3 separate regions of the Zea mays genome follow, and all the other regions are linked to region 3. Evidence: chromatin contacts called from public Hi-C data. All regions are on one chromosome and are shown on one strand. The core of a region is the stretch at or near the end of the contact, and the rest is flanking DNA. Distances in the headings are between cores, read along the strand shown.

What was found. Hi-C and Micro-C count contacts between places; a contact is called where the count stands out from the background.
Region 1: a contact with region 3 is called in a Hi-C map of leaf, with 2.6 times the contacts expected there. The contact joins the promoter of LOC103626410 here to the promoter of LOC103626409 in region 3. A contact is called at or near these places in 10 of 25 Hi-C or Micro-C datasets (bundle sheath, ear, endosperm and 3 more).
Region 2: a contact with region 3 is called in a Hi-C map of leaf, with 2.2 times the contacts expected there. The contact joins the promoter of LOC103626411 here to the promoter of LOC103626409 in region 3. A contact is called at or near these places in 8 of 25 Hi-C or Micro-C datasets (bundle sheath, ear, endosperm and 3 more).

Annotation. Positions count from the first base shown.
Region 1 is chr5:59,042,323-59,045,022 of Zm-B73-REFERENCE-NAM-5.0, forward strand. It overlaps LOC103626410 (anaphase-promoting complex subunit 2), which reads left to right and starts at 1,305. Exons shown (of 16, transcript XM_008646815.3): 1 at 1,305-1,788; 2 at 2,215-2,304. The coding sequence starts at 1,606.
Region 2 is chr5:59,059,881-59,062,580 of Zm-B73-REFERENCE-NAM-5.0, forward strand. LOC103626411 (putative disease resistance protein RGA3) reads left to right here and starts at 1,352. Exons shown (of 8, transcript XM_008646817.4): 1 at 1,352-1,808; 2 at 2,556-2,698. It overlaps LOC103626410 (anaphase-promoting complex subunit 2), which reads left to right. Exons shown (of 16, transcript XM_008646815.3): 16 at 1-99.
Region 3 is chr5:58,870,973-58,873,672 of Zm-B73-REFERENCE-NAM-5.0, forward strand. LOC103626409 (ARM repeat superfamily protein) reads right to left here and starts at 1,311. Exons shown (of 20, transcript XM_008646814.3): 1 at 713-1,311; 2 at 185-321; 3 at 1-69. The coding sequence starts at 286.

The DNA of each region.
Region 1 (2,700 bases), core at 55-2,554, 170 kb after region 3:
GGATGAAAGTTTTCTCCCATGGCAAAGGCATACGATGTGAAGATATAATCCGAAGATGATAAGAATGGACGTCGAAGCTATAACCGAAGAGTAATAGCTTCGACTTATAATGGTGATGAAGACCAAACATGATGATGATCGGAAGGGAAAAAGACCAGCTAGTCCTTAATAATTTATGTTACGATCACAAGTAAATGTCAAGGACATAAATGTACTTTTACCCGGACTGCGTCCCGTGCCTATAAATAGATGAGCAGTAGCGCCGTACTGTTCACGCTAGATTGTCATCACTCTCGCGTCAACACCTTCGAACAAGCTGAATGTATCAATGTAATATAGACTTTGTTAATATTCATATGTATATTATGAAATATAAATGTGAACGAACCAATGAATTATATTCTTCATCTTTACATATTCTTATTTATCCATGAAATGATGAAGACATGTCATTCATGACCTTCGTCCGATGATCATTATATCATAGAGGAGGTAATGATTCGGAGGACGAATGTCCTTAATGCTTAACAATTGTGTTGCCTTGTTCTTGATTCACAACATTTGAGAACAAGTGACCAATAGAAAGTAAATTGGTTCAATTGGAATGAGTTCGGGGGCTCTCAATCGGTCATACCCCTTCATATATATAAGGGAGGTCTAGACCCGTTCCTAGCGCGATAGCCAATAGACCTCACATGATTAGATGGATAACCATGCACGAGATAATGATAATCGTCCGAGTCAATCTGATCACGAGGGCATGGACCATCCGAACCCTAGGGCCGGACCGTACGTCACTTTTGGTGTTCAACAGTAGTATATTTGAGTCACTTCATAATATGCTCTATATTTTTTATAAAAATTGTAAAATAGATACCTTTACGACTAGTTTGGGAGCTCAATTTTTTTCCTAATGATTCCTATTTTCCTAGGAAAAAATGAACTAATTTCTCAAGGGAAAATAAAATTTCCTTAGGATAACAAGATTTTCAAACTAACCCTTAAGGCTTTGTTTGGGTACTCTAGTATTGATCTCAATCCACATGTGTTGAGGTGGATTAGAGTGTAAATTAGTTTAAGTTACACCTCAATACATGTAGATTGAGGTCAATACTAGAGTATCCAAATTAGATCTAAAGTTATTTTATGGGTCAAGGCTTTATTTTAAGATAGTACATTGTTTTAAAGCAATGTTGGTCATGCTCTTAAGATTTTTTGACTGACGTGGCGCTCGAACTAGTCTATTGCTGTTGCTGCAGCGGCTCGGGTCAAGAGAGAGAGGAGTCCGTGGGCCGTTGCTCAACCCACGCGTCTTTCTAGCTCAAATGGGCAAGTAGGCCTGGATGAACCTAAAATGAGCCCACATCACAAAATTTCCCCTCGCTCCTAGCACTCGAGCACTCAACTGTCGCACCATCGGGACGCCGCGGCGGCGGCCAGCACGTTCGAGGCTGCGGCGGCAAGGTGGGCTGTCGTGCGAGGTCAGCGAGGACAGGTCGTCTGGGAGCACCTGAGGCTGTGCGAGGTGCCGGCAGGCTATGACATTTCTAGAGTAAGTAATACTCTGGGGGCATCTCCCGCTCGCTTAGCTGTGCCCGCCAGGCCATGGAGCGTGAGGACGCCGACGGCGCTCTCGATTCGTGGGCTCAATTCTGCACTCTTTCCAACGAGCTTCTCGCCGGAGACGGTGATCTCGCCGTCGGCCCACGCCTAGCTCCCGTCGTTGGTGACCTCTGCACACGCGGCCTCGCCACGCTCGTCCGCGACTACTTCCTCCACTCCCTCGAGGTCCATACCGTTCCCTCTCCTCCCCGTCCCCTATTACTCTCTCTCGCGCGCGATCGAGCACGCACAACTGCTGACGGGCTGGTTTTCTATTCCTGTATTCGGGTGGAGATTTGGGCGGTGGATCGATGATAGTTTCATGGTGTGAAGGTACGCCTTTGCTGCATACTAGGTGTTTGTGAGAATGCCTGCACCAAATGGCTGGGGGCCATACGCGAGGATGGAATTGGGATCCTGTCTTAAGCTCGGGTGTTTATGGAAATGGCGCCCAAATGAAATCTCAGTGCTGGACTGTAGGATTTACAAATGCCGCGCTCAGCATTCTTTTCAAGTTCTTAACTTTCATTTCATCGCTAAAATGTTCCTCATGTTTTCAATTTTTTTCTATTTTATTCGATTTCTGTTGTCAACCTGTCCTTGTTGGTGCAGGAAACATTTCGAAACCATGCAGTCAAGAAGTTCTGGCAGCACTTTCATCCTTATTGCAGTGCCTCAACCGTAGACAGAATTAAGTTCTGTGTAAGTTATGGAAAACCTAATCTCCTTTATTTTGAAATGTTTAGAATGGAAATTTCAGCTTTATAAAGAGAGGGTGTCTTGTTTCCTACTTATTTTCTCCTATAAGTATGTGCTACCAATGATTTCAAGTCGGGCGACTTGCTAGTCGATACACCTAGGCGACCAGGTGACTAATCACGATTAGGACGACGACTAGGTCGACTAATCGGGTCCTAGTCGACCTGGTCGTCCCTACAGCGCTCCTGCATATTTGCAGGACCTATGTATATAATATTGATATATATAGCAATCTAGCATATAGGAGGCAATACCAAACATAAGTACATAACAAATATGAATACTGGAACTGGACAATTCAGATTTCAGAACATCAACATCAGTCACTAACTTAATTAT
Region 2 (2,700 bases), core at 102-2,601, 190 kb after region 3:
CTCACATCCTCCTTTATTTTAAACTTCATTATGTAAACAATGACTATGAAGGTGTTACTATGGAGGTATTTGAGATGGCTCTAGGTTCTAGATCCAGTATGGAGCTGTAGTTTATGTCAGTTTATTTAAATAGTTTTAAAGTATTTATAATCTAAATAATAAATAAAATAATTTAACTAAATGTTTTTTAAAGTCTTATAACTCTAGATTCACGATTTTCTGAAGCATCTGATTTGTTATACCAACTCTATCAATTTTTTTGAGCTAAAATTGTCCCAAACAAGATCTATATACACAATTTGCTAGAGGCAGATGCTGACGTCAGGCTACGACTCCCTCTCCCCTCTTCCACGTGTACGAACGGGGATGAGCCGTCCAACGACGTCATCTCCCTAAGTCCCTTTCCATGGAATATTAGGTGAGAGAAAAATCTCATCGGATGTAGGAGATGTAATCTCTCATTTGTTAATGACTGTGATTATTTACGAAATTAATCTATTCTAAACTTCTTAACCAGAAAACAATGCGTATTGCAATAGCACAAATACGAATATCGTACATTTTTTAACTCCAAAAATTTATTGTATATGAGTTAAATAGCTTAGTTAAAACATAAAGGGAAGCCAAATAGTGGAAATGATTGGATAAGATAAATAGGGAGAGTAATAAAAGAGGGGATGTATTTAAAAATAAATAGAAAGTATGAATAGAGGGAAATGAGAGTAGGAATGGTTGGAATCAACCTTGTAGCACTTAGCATTCACTATCGCAAGTTATTATTGCTATTGTTACACCCCTATCCAATACGTGAATAGTTATGTGACGATGTGGATAGTTTCAATAATAATAAAAATGCTAAGGTAGTGATTTGGACCATGATAAAGAATGATAGGGTGATTAATGATATTATTTTTAACTGTATGAGAACTAGTTGACATCATAAAATATAAGACAGTCTACAACAGTTTACTCATATGATCATAAAAAACTGGTTTGCACTGTAGATTATACTGTTTACATAGTAAAGTTTAAATATATGGATGATGATGGTTAAGCTACTAGAGATAACCTAATAATACACTTTGTGATCTGCTATGCAACTAATTTATTATAAAGATGTGAAATGAGAATCGTATCTTTATAAAACATCTTTATAAAACAGAGAGTGAAGGTCCACACCAAATAACACTTCCTTTCCTTATCATTAGAAAAATAGATTTGAATTAAAAAAACAGCATATTTAGTGTAAAAACTATTAGCACACTAATATACTAACACCAAGTCTTGTCCATCAGATTCACTATCTACGATTGAGTTAAATCCCACGCACATCCTATCATACGAAGACTTAGTTCTTTAGAAAATAGTTTAGGAGGAGATGATATTGCACTAAGTCATAGATGCTGAATTTGATGAACAAGATTCAATGTTACTGTATTAACACCTTAATTATTTTTACACTATGTTGTCTTTATAGAAAACTACTGTAACGCGCATCCTGGAATCTTAATCCAGATATGGGAAACCGTTGTTTAGCCCACTTTCCAGTACATTTTGCGGGCTGCAGGCCCACGCACGCGCCACTCGGGGCCCAACGAAACTGGCGCCGCGACGAATCCTCTCGCCGGCTGCACCATGGCCGGGAAGAGCGAGGGACGCTCCCGTGGTCGAGGGTTGGGATACCGATGACTCTGTGTGTGTGCGCGCGCGCGCCCCAAGTCCAGTCCAAACATCCATCGGTAGGGATGGGACTGCCTAGTCGAGGAGAAGCTTCGCTGGCGCCGCGCCGCCCCGCATTCGTCGACGAGGTCCGTTCCTGCTCAGGTTTATCCCACTCCGCGTTCATCTCTTCCGTGTAACAATAGAGGGATCGAACAAAATGCAAGTGACGGGAAACCGAGCAAACCAGTGATTCTCCTGGAGGGAAGCATGCAACGGGGCCGCCAGGCCGGATGCTGCGTTTTTGTTTGTAGCTCGCAGACTTCGATCTGCTTGATTTCACTGACGTGCTCATCGCAGAGGCATTTTCGACTGTTTCCACGCGGTTGGCGATTAGCTTTGACTCCACTCAGCTGTAACAGTCCAGCGAAATTTCCGTCTCGTCATCTTTCCTAGATGCCTAGGCACGAGACAGGAGTCACAGGAGTCCACATCTGTCTTCCACTATGCTCTGTCGTTCTTCTCTCCTATACTTTCTTACACCTCTTTCCTGCTAGCTACTAGGGACCTTTGTCCTTTTGCTTCAGTGATAAGTAAGGAACAATCTGTGGGTGGATAACAAAGCTTGACCTGACTCAGAGACTCGGAATCTTTGGCTCTTGCCCCCGCGTCTTCTGGGAAAAGACGCTAAAGGTAACCAGCATGAACTAATAACTGGGAAACTGCATTATGCACACGAAATTAAGCACCAGTGTAATGAGTGATCAGTTAATCAGAAATTTGTTTTTTTATTTGTAATTTGGGTTGTATGCACTGCAATTCATTGCAGTGGATAAGATGGTTGGGAATTGCAGATATTCATGCTAAATCACTGTTTAAACGATTTTCATTCACAGTTCGACAGGCCCAGTGCTGCCGGCTCCCATATGAGTGGGGTAGTAACCGAGCCAAGACTTAATTCCGTGGTACATTCTACATAGAGGCTTCATCGAACTCAGGACCTTTGGCTTAATGGAAAGGCCTGTCACCATTGCGTCAGGT
Region 3 (2,700 bases), core at 61-2,560:
CACTCGAAGAGGGTTTTTCGAAGCGTACTCGCACAGCTTCCCAATCCTTCTCTCGTTAGGCTCTTCATCCTGCAACAACAGGAATAAACATGCTCATAGATAGATAAATAAATCAGCAACACAGTTCAAGTGTCAACATGCTCATATATTTGACAAAAGAAAAACGGATGTGGCATGTCCCGACCTGTGTTTTGGGAAAGATTTCAGCAAGGATCTTCTTGTACCGCTTCACGGGCATCCGGGACCGCGTTGTGAGCCCGGGGCAGAAATAGCAGAGTGATACCATCGTAATACTTGTACGTTAACAATTGAAGAACGTGTCTGTCAGTGCAAATGGCATCGGTGAGAAACTCTTCGTGATCCAGAATACAACAATGCAAAAACGAGTTGACCAAAGTGGGGGAAAGACTTCAAAAGGATTTCGAGTGAATCAGTAAGAACTGAACCAACAAACGATAATCAACATGAAAGCAGACAGACAGTGATTTAAAACTGAAGACAGCCGCACAAAGATGATACCAGAACTGAAACCATCCAGAAATTTGCAAAACTGATAACCAGTATTCGATGATCAATCAGCGTCGACGCAGCGAGGAACCAAAGCTGAGGACACGATCGAGCACCCGCAAACCACCCCAGCGATCCCTATCGTTAGCACACACCAGAATCGACACAACGGCGGGTGAAGAGTGGGATGGAGTGCGAGCGTTACATTTCTACGTGGCGCCTGCTGGCCTACGAGTTGGTCGGGTCGGACCGAGCTGCCGTGGCAACGGGGGTCAGGCGGGGCCGGGTCGGGGAATGCGGGACGCCTGCGTCCGCGCCGGTGGTCGTCCTCCGCAGCTCCGCTCCTCCGCCTCCGGCCGGGAGAGACGCGACGCACGCCGGGGTGGGGGGTGGAGGTGGGGCGGGCGGGGAGGGAGAGACGGAGAGAGGCACGCACGCGCGCACGCCCCCACGGTTATTCGCGACGCGGCTCTGCCCTCGGTGGCGCGGTGACAGCGGGGGTTGGGTGGGTGGTCGTGAGGGGAGGGGAGGGATGGTGGCGTCCCGCCGTTCGCTCGTGCGTGCGGCCGGGGTTCTAGGACCGCCGGGCGCGACTTCCGCATACTCGGCGGCGAGGCAGGCATCGGGCCCGCCCTTCCAGATTTAGGGAGGCAGGACAGGAACTCGTGCGTGTGCGTGTTTGCGCGCGCTAGCAGATTTGAGAGTTGAGACCGCCATAACCTCCTCCTCGCTCTTCCGTCGCCAGCAGCTTAGACCATACAACAATATACGGAGTAGAGTTAGAATACATATATGAAAATAGGTAATCTGTTGAAGATATCTTTACTTATCTTATCTCATCATATTATCATATCTCCTGTTTTAAACTTCATCATATGAACAGTACAATTAACAATACTATGTATTCATCAAAACTTCTACTGATATTGGTAGGGCCGGCTCTAGGTTTTGGAGGGCCCTAAGCCAATCTCGATATTTATATCTTTTGGAACAAATTGACCGTGCGGACGGTTCGCGCGCGCACAGAGTCAGTTAGGGTTCCGAGTTTCTTGCTACAGTTGTTAGCTAGATTCGTGGAATTAACTCGGAAGATTTATTTGTAACGGGTCCAGCACCCTTCTTTATAAATATAGAGGAATACGTCCGATTAAACATCAACAATCGAATCAATAATCAGTTTATCTCTCGTTTTTATCTTAGGCATTATGAGTGGTTCTAGTTTAGCTTCTCAATCCCCAAATTCTCTGCTTCTCTTCGGCTCTACGTCGATTAGAGGTGTCTAGGTCGGTCTGCTGACCCTAGACAACACCTAAGATCTCTCCTCTCCGACGGGGTCCCTCCCGAGAGTGAGGTTCAGGCGCCGTCGGCGAACTCCGCCACCCCTGCGCACGTGCGGACCGTCCGGCCTATAGACGCGAACCGTCCGGCCCATCAGGTAGGAAACCCGAGCCCTGCGCCAGGTCGCGGATCGTTCGGCCCCTGGCCGCGGACCGTCTGCGCCTGTGCAGAGAGCACCGCCGCTGGTTTTCAACGTAGTGATTGGCGTCCGGATCGGCGCCAACACACTTTTTGGTGACTCCGTTGGGGACATCACATATAGACCTATCAGATCGGCCCTCAGTGGCCGGTTCGAGGGATAACTCTGACATCTCCCCCGGTAATATCATAGAGCCGACTTAGGAAACCTTGTCGGCTGACGAACAGCTCCAGTTCGAGGAGCACAAGGAGCAGCTGATCCCAGAAGAAAAGGCGAAGTTCCTAGCCAACTTCAAGGTGGACAAGAACAACAAGGTCGTTCGGCAACGGGCGACTGATCTGGCTTCGCTCCAACCCATAATGGATATTCCCAATGTAAGTAACACCAATGAGCTCCAATCTCTAAAAGCTTACATAGATGAACAGTGAGAGCAAATGCAACATATCGTAGGAGCTATACAAAAGGATTATAAAAGGCTAGTACGTGCATTTGATAAATCCATTGTTGCAAATTTTCCTTCACACGTGGTTGAATTGGGAGAAAACACGTGTAATTCATTAGCTACAGGTTATCACGACCAGTCACAACCCCTATATGGGATGCCGATAGACACGTACCCTAAGCAACCACAACCTCCGACGCACATCGACAATAAATTAGCCGATCTACACATATCCGGACCGTCCGCACGTGAGCACGGACCGTCCGGACTAGCA